Linked DNA regions of Gossypium hirsutum: region 2 is linked to region 1. The links are chromatin contacts, called in public Hi-C maps. All regions are on one chromosome and are shown on one strand. Each heading gives the region's core, a stretch centred on a gene start, on an enhancer-like site or on the middle of the called end of the contact. The rest is flanking DNA. Distances are from core to core; before and after follow the strand shown.

Region 1 (7,491 bases), core at 2,875-5,374:
ATGAACATCAATGTCAATCAAGTTCTAGAAGAGTTTAAGGGGGAAAAATAAAAAAGTATCAGGGTACTTACTGCCATGGGTCATCGCCTACAAGCATCATATCCCCTTCATCATCAGTGTAGACAATCTCCCACTTATTCCTAGGGCGAAGCTCTCCCTTAATATCAAACATCTCCTCTAGTTCATCTATAAGCTGATCGTACCCTTCCAACATGGCCAGGTCCACAGCGCGACCGACAGCTACCCCCTGCATCTGGACCTGTCACATATAGAAACCCAAAAGTAAGTTCATGGAAAATTCTGCAAGTAAAACTTTTCCTTAATGAAATGAATTAACACCTGAATGAACATTTTACTTTCAATACCTTGGTACGACTTCTTGTAGAACTAGGGCAACTTTGCCTGCTCTGGATCTCTTTTGCTTGTAATTGTAACTGTTCCTGCTTCTCATTAGAATCTTTTGAAATTTCAGACTTCTGGCAAGAATTATTAGGTGACAAGGTATGATGTCCTTCAGCTGTACTGGCAGTCATAGTAGAAAGTTGGGTAGGTGTCCTCTCCAATTGCCTTGAGCTAGCAGAGTGGTTTATCAACTCAATGCCAAACAATCGGCAGCTAGAAGCTGTCTCAGATTTCTTTACCTTTTCTTTTGGATCAAAGGTTGAATCATTGTTCACTTGTGGGTTTGACAATCCTGAAAGAACAGGCCAACCAGATGCACATTTGCTATCATCTCTTGCATCAGGAAATCGATGCTTAGAAACACTCATGCAAGGAGAAGATAGCCAGCTCCCTTCGTTCTGAGTCTTCAAGACAGAGGTGCAACTGCTGCTCATTTCAGTCTGCATATGCCATATGACATGATTTTCATTTCTGTTTGCTTCGGCAGTAATGTTACGCCGCATTAGATCATGGGTATGCATAACTCCAGAATTCCAAGGAGCTGATGCTGTTGAAGATAAATCTATATTATTCAAACAAAGTGGATTTGTCAGATAAACCAAATAGAAGTATAATAAAAGAGAGATTCAAAGAAAGAAAATATGCTTCACCTAGAGCAGGAATTTCAGCAGTTGGTCTAGGCCTTTTGTTCTTAGCAGCAACAGGTTGACCCAGAGTTGGTGGAATAGGAGCAGCGAAGGGTTCTATCTCCCATGGTGAAACCCTGTCAGGTCTTGGTATAGAGGCAGGTTCATCCCATTGTACCTATTGGCAATAACTGATTATAGCTATAATGACAAAATAAATCAAAATGAAGTTTAAGAAAGCATAACAACTTACCTTCAATGAACGCCATTTTGAATCTTTCCAGTAAGGAGAAAAGTCTTCAACCCCAACGATTGTGCCAGAAAACCTTATCAATCAAAATATGTTCGTAAGTATTACAGAAGACATTGAACAATCACCAATCCAAAGCAATCATGTGCTTAAGTTTCACTACCTTCTCTCAGGAGAATCCTCTCCTTCAAATCTCATCTTAAACCTCATGCCAACTGTAAACTTATTGCTCAGAGCCTCTAAATATTTGTTCAACCCAATAATGAACTGACTTGTCCTGATATTTCACACAAGATGGTTATAAGTAAATAAATATCATTTTCATCTCATTTTGGAAAATCTGTAATTATCATACCTTGGTTTATAGTAGACAACAAAGAGGGTTTGTGTTGAAACGGCATGAGATGCAGTTGCTAGTACTCCTAAATGCATGCTCTGACTTGAAATCACTGATGTAGGCATGCTGCTCTGTTGATGAGCAACACGCCTCACTCCAACGCGCAGCTCCCCATTTTCCCCTCTACGAAACCAAGTATCAAACAAATAGCTCATCAGCTACATGAAAAAAAAAGAACAAAAAAAAAAGAACATAACCATCAAAGGCCGAACAAGATCAATGCACCACCACACAAGCATCAAGGATATCAGAAAATGGAAAAGGCATCTACCTCAAGAACACAAAGGAATCACCAGCTACTAATCTCTTTGAAGTAACAAATGTACTCCATCCCGTTGTGAGCAAATGCCTCCTTGGCTGGCCTGTTCATTCAAACCATATACAATTTACATAACGCAAGTGATTTGCCCATCAGTAGCGGAGGTGAGTCATACATGGAATTGACAGCAAAAACATAAAAGCTTAGTATTAACCGACTAAAGTTGAAAGATAGTTATCAGATCCTTTGTTACCTCTAAAAATATGCTTAAAGCGCCACTCATAGCCATGAAGATCCTTGGCAACCAATTCCTGGGTTGGCGTTGCCTGGTTCATGTCCTAAAAGACATCCATATAGAGAAATCAATACAAAGAAGATTTAGAAAGAAGACAAAAAGGCGAAAAAAGAGATCTAGAAATTGTACCAGTGGAGGAAGGCATTCAGTGGCATGTTTGCGAAGAACAGAAAAACCTCCATGAGTGCTGGTATCAGAGGCTGTTAAAACCTTGCAGAAAGAATGGACAGTAGGTTTTGGAGGCTCCGGAAGACATGCATCAGGAGTTGTTGGCTCAGGTTGCTATCCATGCCAAAAACATGATTAGAGATCACTACTATCAAACAATAAAAGAAAAAGAAAACCCAACTCCCCTGCATTCTAATACTGGAAGATTTTCAAATAAAAAACAAATAAAATTGGTTCTTACATTTGGCTCCGGCATCAAAGTTATTTGTGCATAAACTTCATCTGTTTCTTGTTCAGCCTACAAACATGGTAACAATAAGTGCATAAAAAGTTACTCCCAAATCAATCATGTTGATAGAATACTATAATGGTCCACTAGGTCCACATGACTTACGATCTGACTGAAACCCCAATTTATTGAGCCAGTGAATCCTTCTCAGAAAAGAGAAACTATTTATTCAAAGTTCAAGGTTTTACAATCTTTTCAAGATCAAAACAATAGAAAAAATGGTAACCTCTAAATATATTACCCACTTCCTTTTTCCGCTCCGTTTTTTAAGCAATCAGAAGTTCAAAACACATCTAGAGATTGCTGTGGCCTATGCAAAGTCAAATCAAAAACCAGAAAGAGAAAATTACCAGAAACTGAATGTGAACAACACTGCAAAGTATCTTCGATGGAAGATTAAACAAAGGAATCCTCTGATTCAACTCCTGATTCGTCGACGCTTCCAACTAAAACAATCCCTCGCCAAAATAGCAAAATCCCAATCAATAACCCAAAATTAACCATTTCTATAAAAGGACATAATTCCAAATAAAACCAAACAGGAATATTTTCGACACAAAAATGAAAAAAAAAAACGAAAAACGAAAAGAGGCTTTACCTGTTCCATATGTCCTTGAGGAAAATAATAGACTCTCTCTCTAGCTCGAGGAGCCTCAACCAGGGGTCCCGCACATAACTTCCATAACTCCATGTACAGATCATCCCCTCCATTTCCTATAACTCAAAAAAGAAAGTGAAGAAAAAAAAGGTTTCAAAAATTTTCCAAAAAATCAAAGAAAAATAAAAAAATTAAAGAAAAATATAGAATCAACGTTCAATCTATTTGAATTCTTTTATTTCGTTTACCTTCGGAGGAAACATTATTTGTCTGTGAAAACACCCCTCCCCGATTCGCCATTATTGAACTCTCTCCGACTCTTCAAGTCAACAACGAGCAACAGCAACAAATTTGGAACAAAAAACCTCCAAAGAGAGAAGCTAAATCCTCCAAAAACGCTCTAATAAACCTTATTTTACACTCTTAAGCACCACAATAAAAGCCAAATAATTACGAAACTGCTCGAATTCCTGATAAAAAAATCTACACCTCCCTCACACTATTTTTCCTCCCTCCCTATCGTAACCGTCGCGAGATCCAACTACCGTAACGGAAAACAGCTTTAACCGTCCAAATCCGCCGTCGTTCACCTCGCTTTCAATATAGCTTTTCGCTGCTCTGTAAAAAGGAAACGCCGTTAGCAGAGAGAATCAACCTAAAATCCTACGCGCGACTCTTATGATACTCGGCTTTGCTCCCAATTCTTCTTTCCCTTTTTTTCCTTTTTTTTTTTAACTTTCTCTCTCTTTTTGTTTTGGGTTTCTAACAAAGGAGCCCTTTTTTTTTTTTGTAAATCGAGTGTGTAACGCCAATTTAACAAACTCTGGTTCCGGATTTAACTGAGACAGTCAGGGGATTAACGTGACGAGACCATTTTTTAACGGCAAACGATGGAAAGCCGTTTCTCAACGGCGTTTTAGGTACGGATGATGGGGGGGCATTGGGATGAGTGTGGTTGGGGTTAACGGTGTTATTTTTGACGTCTCTTTCGTTGGCTGCTTCGAAACAGGCAACAGGGTGGTTGGCTCGAGTTATAAACCCCAAAGACATTTGGGTTGGGGGTTTTTTATTTTTTATTTTCCTCTTGTTTTCTTACATTTAATTTAATTTAATTTATTTCTGTAGGTCAAATCTATTATGCTTAAATTTAAACTTTAATCTGTATACTTTAATTATATATTTTTATAATATTATTAATTAGTAAAAATAGTAAACACCTGATTAAAATATTAATGTAAAAATTTTAAAACATTTTATACCAACATAAATTTGCTTGCGTAGGGTAAAATTTCATAACGAATAAAATTGAAGGACCAAAATCTAAATTGAATTGAGGGTGGAAAAGAAAGTAGTAATAATTAGGGGGGGCATCTGCCACAGAGGAGTGCGGGGTCCACGTGAAACACGTGCGAAGTGTTGGATCTTGATGCTTTGTAACCCTGTTGTTGTACTTTTTCCCAGACAAACTGCGAGCGGTTCGGTGGTCCAACACTGTACACGTCACTCCCTTTTGCCGAAATGGAGTTCACACGTGGTTGGGTTTATGCGGGGCTCCACCTCCACATGTACTCTTGCTATAACGCCGTCGTTTTAGCACTTCAATTATTATTAGTTTATCATCAATCCGTCACGTTACTCGCATCCTTTCGTCATCAAGCAACAAGTAGTAGCGAGGAAAGGAAACAGTGACCCCACCCCCTTTGAAACGTCCAGATTCTCCACATTCACCCTCAAAAGTAAAAATATCAAATTTGAATATTTGCCTTGAGTCAATCTAAAACCTCTCCTCTTTTTTCTTTTTTTTTTTGGCATTCTTAATATTATTCAAAAGAAAACACCCACCAACTAACAATTTCGAAGGTTTAATTTTTTTATTATTAGAATTAATGGCAAAAAAAAAAAGAAATCTTAACCGGTATAGGTTTCGATCCAATTCAGGCTTATAAAATATATATATATTTTTTTGAAGATCCAGTTAACAAAAAGAACCCTTCTACCTCACTATAATTGTAAAAATATCCTTATTTAACATATAAATTAACTTAAAGTTTTATGTTATATTATTTAATGTAATTTGTTTTCGGATTTTACTATCCCATTAATGTTTATTACATTCTACTTATTTTTTCGTGAAACGTGTTATTGTTATGAAAAACATCTTTATTTAAAATTTTAAATTAAATTTATCATTAACTATACAAATAATTTATATTAATTACTATATTTCTATTAAGTTGTTTAATTATCATTTAAATTAACTACTTATATAACTTTTAAGACCTAAAAGATATTCTAATTCATTAGACCGACTCCATAATCATGAATGCCCAATTAAGAGTCAAGTATCATTTCGTAAGCAAAAAGGAAACAAATCAAACAGAGACGCAGATATTATGTTTTCAGCAATAAAGATTCACATCAATCTGTCAAACAAAGCAATTTCCATTCAAGCAAAGAGTCGAACAGGTGGTGAGCTATACCGTAAATCAGAAAAATTCGGAGAAGAAAGCCCAGCTGAAGTGGACGGTTAGAGAAAATCCAAACGTTCAGGAAGAGCTGAGTTTGACCAGTAAGGGTCTTGACTTGACAATGCAGGATAGAAATAGAGAAAAGGAGAGTAGCACAACGGGAGGTCGGCGAGAGAGAAACCGGAACGGGTACGACAAGGCTACTTTACATAGACTTGGTTTGGACAATGGACGATTTCAAATTGCATTACAAAGTAAAAGAAGAGTAATTTAATGTTACTTTTGTCACACCAATAGCAAGTAGGGGCATTATAGGGCATGCCCCATGACCCCCGTACTTAGCTACTTGCTTCAACGACGGACACCCTTACGTCACAATATTTTTGGCTCTTTCTTTCTTGGAAGGTAGATTATAGATATATATGTATGGTTAAAATCTATGAAATTCCTTATACTTTTTTGTAAATTTAAAATTTAGTGTCTGTATTTTTTTTAAAAATTAGTCTTTTTATTTTTTAAAATTTTAAAAATCAGGTCTAACTATTAACACTACTGAAACTATTTTGTTAAATTCGAGTTTATTAAAATTTATTTTTTAGTTATATGGCTAACAAATGAAGTATTTTTTTTATTTCAAAATGTCAAATCAATAAATTTAACAAAAAAATTTAATAATGTTAATAGGTAGACTTGAATTTAGAAATCTAAAATCTATTATGAACTAATTTTTTAGAAATAAAAGTACAAGAACTAAATTCAAAATTTGTGAAGAATGCAAAGACTTACTGAAGATTTTAACATATACGTAAAAGACCAAAATATGATTATTTTTATCTAATGGTATAATAATAAATTTAGCTATCAACACTTAATAATTTTTTTGTCAATTTGGCCCTTACTTTTGCTAAATTTGGGCATTCAACTTTCAAAAAGAGAGTCAAATCTCTTTTTTAATGAAAATATCAACTAAAATGTTATTTTTAACGATATTAGCATGGCAGTCTATATTTGTCTTATATGTCACATCAATAAATAATTGAAAAATTATATAAAAATTCAAATAATATGAAGTACACATAGATTGTCATGCAAGCTTCCATACTTAAAAATTAACATTTTAATCAATATTTATTTCAAAACATAACAATTTTAACTCCTTTTAAAAGATTGGTAGTCAATATTTTTTAAAAATTTAAGATCAAATTTAACTAAAAAAAGAGATTAAATTGAAAAAGATATAAATATTAAAAGTTAAATTTATAATTAACTCTCATTTAATTAATAATTAGCGGTATTTATTCCTCATTGATAAACTATAATAAGTAGTATCGCAATAAGGTAGCAAGTATTCTTGTTTGACCCCTATTGTCTAAATATGTCAAATAAAATCTATTACGTATTTTGAGATGAGAATCATTTGATGCCTTCCACACTTAGCCACCCATCTTATTCTTATGTGCACTCCTTTATTTTCCTTTATGATTAATATTTAATTGACCCACACTAGCTGTTTTTAAAATGATATTACTAATAAATATGAACCCTAGTGCTACATGTTTCATTGCTGGTGGCCAACTACAAGCTGCCGCTGCCAATTCAGCAAACCAATATTGCAAGAATCAAATTAGATTCTAATATTACCCGAAATTCACATATTTCATTTAACCATAACTAACTCAAAATTTATTCATCTTTTCAAATTTTAAATTCTATAAATAAGATTATAGAATTTGAAAACA
Region 2 (7,491 bases), core at 2,172-4,671, 550 kb after region 1:
TGTCTGTCGTAGATGTTGCTTTGAGTCCGGTTCGTCGAGAAGCGGTTCACTCTTCTGGTTATTGCTATAACCAAGCGGGTGACTCGATCTTGATTTACCTTTCGGTTTCCGGTTCGGTGATTCCGATGCGGGTTTTAAAATCCGATTCGATAGCCTCCGTCAAGCTTCGGATCCAGACATGTAAAGGCTTTGTAGTGAAGAAACAGAGGCTTGTTTTTAAAGGCAGAGAATTGGCTCGCAACGATTCGCTTGTTAAAGACTACGGCTTGAAAGGTGGGAATTTTTTGCACCTAGTTTTAAAACTTTCCAATCTTTTGCTCATCACTGTAAGAACAAGTTGCGGGAAAGAGTTTGAATTGCATGTTGATAGGTTTAGAAATGTTGGGTATTTGAAACAAAGGATAGTTAAACAAGGGAAAGGTTTCGTTGATGTTGATGAACAAGAAATCTTTTGTAATGGTGAAAAACTCGATGATCAAAAACTAATTGATGATTTATGTAAAGATAGTGATGCTGTGATTCATTTGATGGTTCAAAAATCAGCCAAAGTTCGAGCTAAGCCTGTTGAACCGGTTAGAGATTTCTGGTTTGAACCAGTTATTTTGAACCCCAAAGTGAAATTGCCTTGTTTTATGTGGGATATGATGCATTCTACATTTGATGGGTTGGATTTGGGGAACCAGCCAATTCGATCACCGGAAGGGACAGGAGGGGTTTACTTTATGCAAGATAAGTTGGGGGTTGATTATGTTTCGATCTTTAAACCGATCGATGAGGAGCCGATGGCAAATAACAATCCACATGGAGTCCATGGATCATCAAATGGTGAAGGGTTGAAAAAGGGTACAAGAGTTGGAGGAGGAGCAGTGAGAGAAGTGGCTGCTTATATATTGGATCATCCCAAGAGTGGACCTCGGTCTTTGTCTGGTGAGATGTCGGGGTTTGCTGGTGTCCCTCCTACTTGCATGGTTCAGTGCTTGCACAAAGGGTTTAACCATCCAAATGGGTATAAATGTGCACCTGAGAATGTTAAGGTTGGGTCCTTACAGATGTATATGAAGAATGCCGGGAGTGGTGAGGATGTAGGTCCAGGAGGTTTCCCTGTGGAGGAAGTGCACAAGATCAGCGTGCTCGATATAAGAATGGCAAATTCCGATCGACATGCCGGTAATATCTTGATTGGTAAACGGGAAAATGACCAAACTGTGCTTATTCCAATTGATCATGGCTACTGCTTGCCTGAGAATGTAAGTTTATATATAGCTATATCATTCTAGTAATGCGTTGCATCTTTGTTGTCTAACCCTTTTTTTTTTTTTTAATCTATTTGCAGTTCCAGGATTGCACATTTGATTGGGTTTATTGGCCACAATCACGACAGCCTTACTCCCAAGAGACTATAGACTATATAAAATCACTGGATGCTGAACAAGATGTTGCACTTCTGAGATTTTACGGGTGGGATGTTCCCGTCGAGTGCGCTCGCACGCTCTGTATCTCGACCATGCTTTTGAAAAAAGCGGTCGAACGGGGTCTTACCACTCCCTTTGCTATTGGAAGCATCATGTGCAGGGAAACTGTGAACAAGGAATCTGTGATTGAGCAAATTGTAGATGAAGCTCAAGATTTGTTGCTTCCAGGCATGAGTGAAGCTGCATTTATGGAGACTGTGTCTCAAGTCATGGATTCTTGGCTTGACAAGCTCACAAACTAAAGCTACCTATATGGTTTGTTCATGGTACATATTTGAATGTATTGAGTTAATGATGAGTCCATTTTTGTATGGACCACAAATTATGTCAATGTAGATGGCTTATCCTTCATAGGAGATTGAAGCTTTCCTTTATTTATTTATTTATTTTTATAACTTTATCAAGTTATTACTTGATCCTGTATTAATATGTTGAACAGATTCAAAGATAATGAAATAATAGGTAGCCATTGATGATTGGGTTTGATGTAAAACTTGCATATATTGGGTTTTTTATGTGTAATTTGATGATTGTTTTGGACCATATATCGTTTCAGAAAGGTAAACTAAAAATGGGCCAAGATCAGCCATATCCAACGTTCTCTTAATATTTTACTCAACCCAAATTAAAGGTAGGTCATGTCAAAGAGCCTTTCTATTTTCCCTTTCTGAAATATGGAAGTAATGGGTGAGTTTAAACATGACCATCGGATTTTGATCTGCACTGTTACTACAGGGGTAAGTTTTTTTTGGATTGAGTTGGTTGAATTATTAAGTCATTGATTTTTAATTTGATGGATTTGATTGCGGATTTAATTTAAATTAATCAAATTATTAAATTCTATTGTTTTTAAAATATTAAAAATTAAAAAACTTCTAACTCAATCGATTGTTTTTTTATTCTTTTTCAATCGATCCAATAAGCCAATTCAATTTGGTTTTAACAACCTTAATTGGAGTAAAATAATTTCTCTAATTTTAGGGTCATGTTTGAGGATGATATCAGAACGAGAGATATACAAATTGGGTCGGACAAACAAAAACTCATCTCACCTGACCCTGTAAGTAAATAAAACCAATTTTAATCTATAGAGCAGTGGTAATTAATTATGATACTCCCAACTTGAGTGTGGAATTTCTATGCGCAAATTAATTTTTTTAAAAAGTTTTTTTTTTCTATCCGTTCATACAATTATTGGCAGAAGAAACCCAAGGAAGCTTATATTGAAACACCCACAATTCTTACTGCAGTAAATTTAGCAAATTTCTGTCATTTTCCACTGCCACCGCCACCGCCATTGAAATTGTTGTTTCACTTCTTACAAGAAGACCACTGATTTGTTCCAACACACCAAATAGACCACGCTTTTGCCGTTTGACAATCATTCCACTGACCATGTGGAAAGGCATCAATTTTTCTTTACCTAAAGCTTTTTCCTTTGACTCCTATATGTAAAAACAAGACAGTAGTTACCTTTCGACTTACCACCCTTTCTTTTTCATTTTTTACTATTCTTACCCTTTTTCATTTTTTTGGATATCTTATCCAGTATTTATCTGATTTTCTAAATACCAATTTAACTACAATATTTTGTTCTACCAATCTTCAAACATCTACTTTTAATAATGCTCTTTGAACAAAATTTCTTATTTTTCATATTTGAGTGTTAAAATTCTATATAAAATACTATATTTTGGTTAACAGTTAATAACCTAAATATTCCAGTTTTGTTGCGAAAAATCAAACACATCCCAAACTAGAAAGGAAAAAAAAGAAAAAAAGATGAATCTTAAAACTAAATAACTGAATTTTTTTTTTCATAATTTCCGCCTCCAAACTGCAAATTCTTACAATTTGCATCATCTTCTTATCCATTTTTTCAAAAAAAAAAAAAATTCTCATCCTCTTTAAAGTTAAAAGTTAAGGACTAACATACCCTCACTTTTTCTTTTCAATTTTCTTCTTAATTAATTTTCCTTCTTTCTTTTTCATTCACTTCATCTTTGATTCAATGATTCCTTCCCCCAAAGCATAAAAAAAAACACTCAAAAATCTAAGCTTTGAATAGCTCCAACATAAACTCCAAATCCTTTCTTATAAAATGACAAAACCCAACCAAAGAAAAAGTCTTCCCTTTCACATTACTTTCCTTTCCCCCACTTTCTCTTCTTCTTAAATACTCTCTTATTTTCCCTACATCCAAACACTCTTTTCCTTCCCCCATTTCACTTCCTTTCTCTTTTTAGATCAACACCCAAGAAAAAAAAACACAGTTCGAATTTACAAAAATCATGGTGAAGTCTCAAAGGCCGCCATCTGGCCGTACAAATCTGGCATCATGTATTGTAGCAACCATTTTCTTGATCTTTCTTGTAATCATTGTTCTCATTGTTTATTTCACCGTTTTTAAACCCAAAGACCCTAAGATTTACGTTAATTCCATCCAGCTCCCTTCTTTTTCCGTCGGCAACAACTCCGTCAGCTTCACTTTCTCTCAATACGTCACCGTTAACAACCCTAACAGAGCCACTTTTTCTCACTACGACAGCACTATTCAGCTCCTTTACTCCGGATCTCAAGTCGGGTTCATGTTCATACCCGCCGGGAAGATCGAGTCGGGTCAGACTCAATACATGGCCGCCACTTTTGCAGTTCAGTCATTTCCCTTGGCGCAACCGAATCAAGCGGCGGCGGCCACCACGATACCTATACCTGGTGCTACTACTACGGTGGCGGCGACGATGACAGGGCCCGTTGGGGTGACAGCTGGGTTCGGCGGGGGTAATAATGTGAATCGAGTTGGACCAACGATGGAGATTGACTCTCGGATGGAATTAGCGGGTCGGATTCGGGTTCTAAATGTGTTCGCCCATCATGTGGATGCTAAATCGGAGTGTAGAGTCACCGTTGCTGGGAATGATGGGTCTGTTTTAGGGTTTCATTGCTAATTTTTTCTTCCTTTTTTTAATGTAATTTTAGACATTTAACAGCTTTTTTTTTCTTAAAATTTATCAGTTTTGGAGGATCTGGTGATTTGGGTTTTAAATTTTTTATACCCAATTTGTCAAAAAAACTGTAAAAATTAGAACTTTGATTGTTGTGGGTGCTGCAAGTAAGGTGTTTTTAGTATAAAGAAAGAAAGGTTTCAGCTTATGAGCATAATTTGTGAATTAATGAACTTTTTATTTAAAGGGATTAATTGAAGAGTAAGTAAAGGATGGATGCTAATGATAGAGTGAAGTGAGATTACTTTGTGGTGGGGCTTTTTGTTTTGGTTTTGGACCAATAATGAAGCAAAGGTGAGTTGAATTATGAGCTGGAAAAAAGGCAGCGCAAAATCCGGCTTGTTTTCCGTTTACTCTTTTTTTTTCCATTGTTCGAGGAAGGGCACTAATTGGGAGGTCAGAAAGTCTACGACGTCGTTTAAACTTTAAATTTTGATAGAGCAAAATTCAGTCAGTTGCAGATGGTTTGGGATCATCGTCGTCGGAGAATTAATTGCCCACCGGATTTCGATAAATGTGCCAGTGAGAAAATTATAATTAAGTGGGGAGAGTTGAGTTAGTGAGGTTAGTGGGACCCAAGACAGCGGAGCAGAAGAGACACTGAATATCATCACCAGTCAGTGTCCTCGAAATTCGATTTTATGTTTTTCTTTAGGTTAAAATCCTTCATAACTCCTTGGCCTTTTAGAGCATCTGGAATTTAGTTTTTTATAATTTAAGTTCAAGTTTTAACCTCGTTAATTTTTTTATATAATTTTAAGTTAATTATTATTTTATTTTTTAATTATATAATTATTAAGTAAGTTTTTTTAAAAAATATTACTTCAATAAATTTAACTATGTTTAGAGTTAAACTGTGATACCCTTAATCTTAAACCGTCATCAGAACAGAGTTACGATATATTATCGAATAATCAGACAATTTGTGATTAATAATTAAATAATTATCGAACATATTATATTATAAAATAATTATAAAGTCCCTTAATTAGACCCTCAAGGCCCAAAATAAGTATTAGAGGGGAATAGGGACTTGTTCGAGTGCTTCGAGGATTTTTTTTAACTCAATATAACCCCTTTATAAATATCTAACCTTCTCTGCAATTTCAAACTAGGACCAATCCAAAATCAATATTTGAACGAATGCAATTTCATGTTTAATCGTATTAAAATCATACATATAACATTTATTTGATAATTTACTCTATGTACATTTATATTACCATTAAAAATTAAATTAGAATTTCATTCATTCTATTCTAAATTTAGCACCAATTATACCATGTATATCATATAAATTTTCATACCATTTTATTAGTTTAAACACTAAAATACCAAATACCATTCTTTACAACAAAAATCATATAGCATTTTAAATTGACCAAAACAACACCTATGTACATGCCACTTTTACCAAAAGAAAAATACATTACCGAGTTTTGCGCTGGAGTCGGGATCACCTGGATGCTGAACTGAGACTCTGAACACCTATTAACCTATACACGGAAACAACCGTATGCTGAGTATTTTATACTCAATGGTATTACTATAATTCAAATTATAAACATAATAACCATATCATTAAATCATATAACTTTATTTATTTTTATTTTTTTACTAAATCAATTCAAACTTAAATTTGTCATTCTCAATATATTCATACAATTCAATTTAGCTAATCAACAGTTGAAATCACATACATTTATGTTGAGCCATTATCCATCTCATGAACCATTGGTTCATGTTTTTCATTCTCATACTCACATTCAAATCACCTTTTTTTTTAATTCACGTTCCATTTTCACTTTTTTTTAATGGCTTATCAATTAATTTTATTCAGTTTAACATTTCCTTTAATTACCCCTATTAACAGGCTCGGAATTTGGCGGATACACAGATCCAACCAAACACTCCAGTATGGCACCCAATGCCTCATCAGATAGTTCGAAGCAAATAATTGACACCCAGTATCTCATCGGCCAAGCCGAAGTAAGTTGGTACACAGTACCTCATTGAATCTCTCCGAAGTAATATAGTGACACCTAGTGTCTCATCGACTCGAGGTTGAGGCATCCTGCATCCCTGAACACTTCCAATCCTATAGTATGCCAACTATATCCAACTCAGCCCGACTAGTTAATAGGGTATTCGATTCACTTTCTCAATTCAATATCATTTTCAATTCATTTACGAATCAATTCAATTTCACTTTTCATCAATATAAAATTCAATATTAATACTTATCCATCATCAATTCAATTTCCTTTTCAATTCCATAATAATACTAACCTCATAATTTACTTACCATACATATAATTAAAAATTTAACATTTAATAAAAATAACTTGAATTATAGTAATACAAATCCGGATTCATTCGGTTACTCCTCTACAACTTTTTCCTCTCCTTTCGATGTCAATGCCTCGGATTCCTTGTTAGCTACGAAAATAATAATTTTCACTATCAATTACAGCATTAAATTATAACAAATAATTGAATTTTTTATTCAATTCCTACTTATTCCCAATTTAGTCCTAACTAAATTCACTTACTTTTCTAACTCAATTTATACTTCTTTTCTACTTAATTTCTTGCTATATTAAACTCAACTATTCAATATTCACAATAAAATCCTAATCTAAAACTTCTTTCAATTTAATCCCTTTATCACAAAACTTATAGCTTTTATTTTACAATTTAATCCCTTTATCACTTTTAACTTGAAATTCATTCAATTAAACCCCTAATTCATATTTTTGTTCAACATGAACTATATTTGAAAACCTATGAACTTCCAAAATATTAACTTAATTTCATCAAAACCTTGTTTTAAAACTTCAAAAACATCAAAATTAAGTGAAAGGACTTCATTGACTTACCTTTTCAAAATTTAAAGCTTCAAATCCCTACTTTTTCATTTTTCTTTTGTTTTTCTCCTTTCTTTCTTTCTTCCCCGTTTGCTATTATGTTCTTTCCTTCTTTATTTCTTTTCTTTTATGTTATATATATATATT

What was found. Hi-C and Micro-C count contacts between places; a contact is called where the count stands out from the background.
Region 2: a contact with region 1 is called in a Hi-C map of leaf, with 1.7 times the contacts expected there. The contact joins the promoter of LOC107951176 here to the promoter of LOC107951171 in region 1. A contact is called at or near these places in 3 of 34 Hi-C or Micro-C datasets (callus and leaf).

What each region holds. Positions count from the first base shown.
Region 1 is chrA02:45,237,149-45,244,639 of Gossypium_hirsutum_v2.1, forward strand. LOC107951171 (auxin response factor 9) reads right to left here and starts at 4,125. Exons shown (of 14, transcript XM_016886113.2): 1 at 3,533-4,125; 2 at 3,285-3,400; 3 at 3,037-3,132; 4 at 2,639-2,695; 5 at 2,359-2,511; 6 at 2,188-2,272; 7 at 1,947-2,037; 8 at 1,634-1,798; 9 at 1,442-1,555; 10 at 1,282-1,354; 11 at 1,053-1,206; 12 at 366-964; 13 at 72-259. The coding sequence starts at 3,584.
Region 2 is chrA02:45,790,555-45,798,045 of Gossypium_hirsutum_v2.1, forward strand. LOC107951176 reads left to right here and starts at 3,422. Exons shown (of 1, transcript XM_016886118.2): 1 at 3,422-4,625. The coding sequence starts at 3,764. The coding sequence ends at 4,420. It overlaps LOC107951174 (phosphatidylinositol 4-kinase gamma 2), which reads left to right. Exons shown (of 3, transcript XM_016886117.2): 2 at 1-1,247; 3 at 1,334-1,965. The coding sequence ends at 1,714.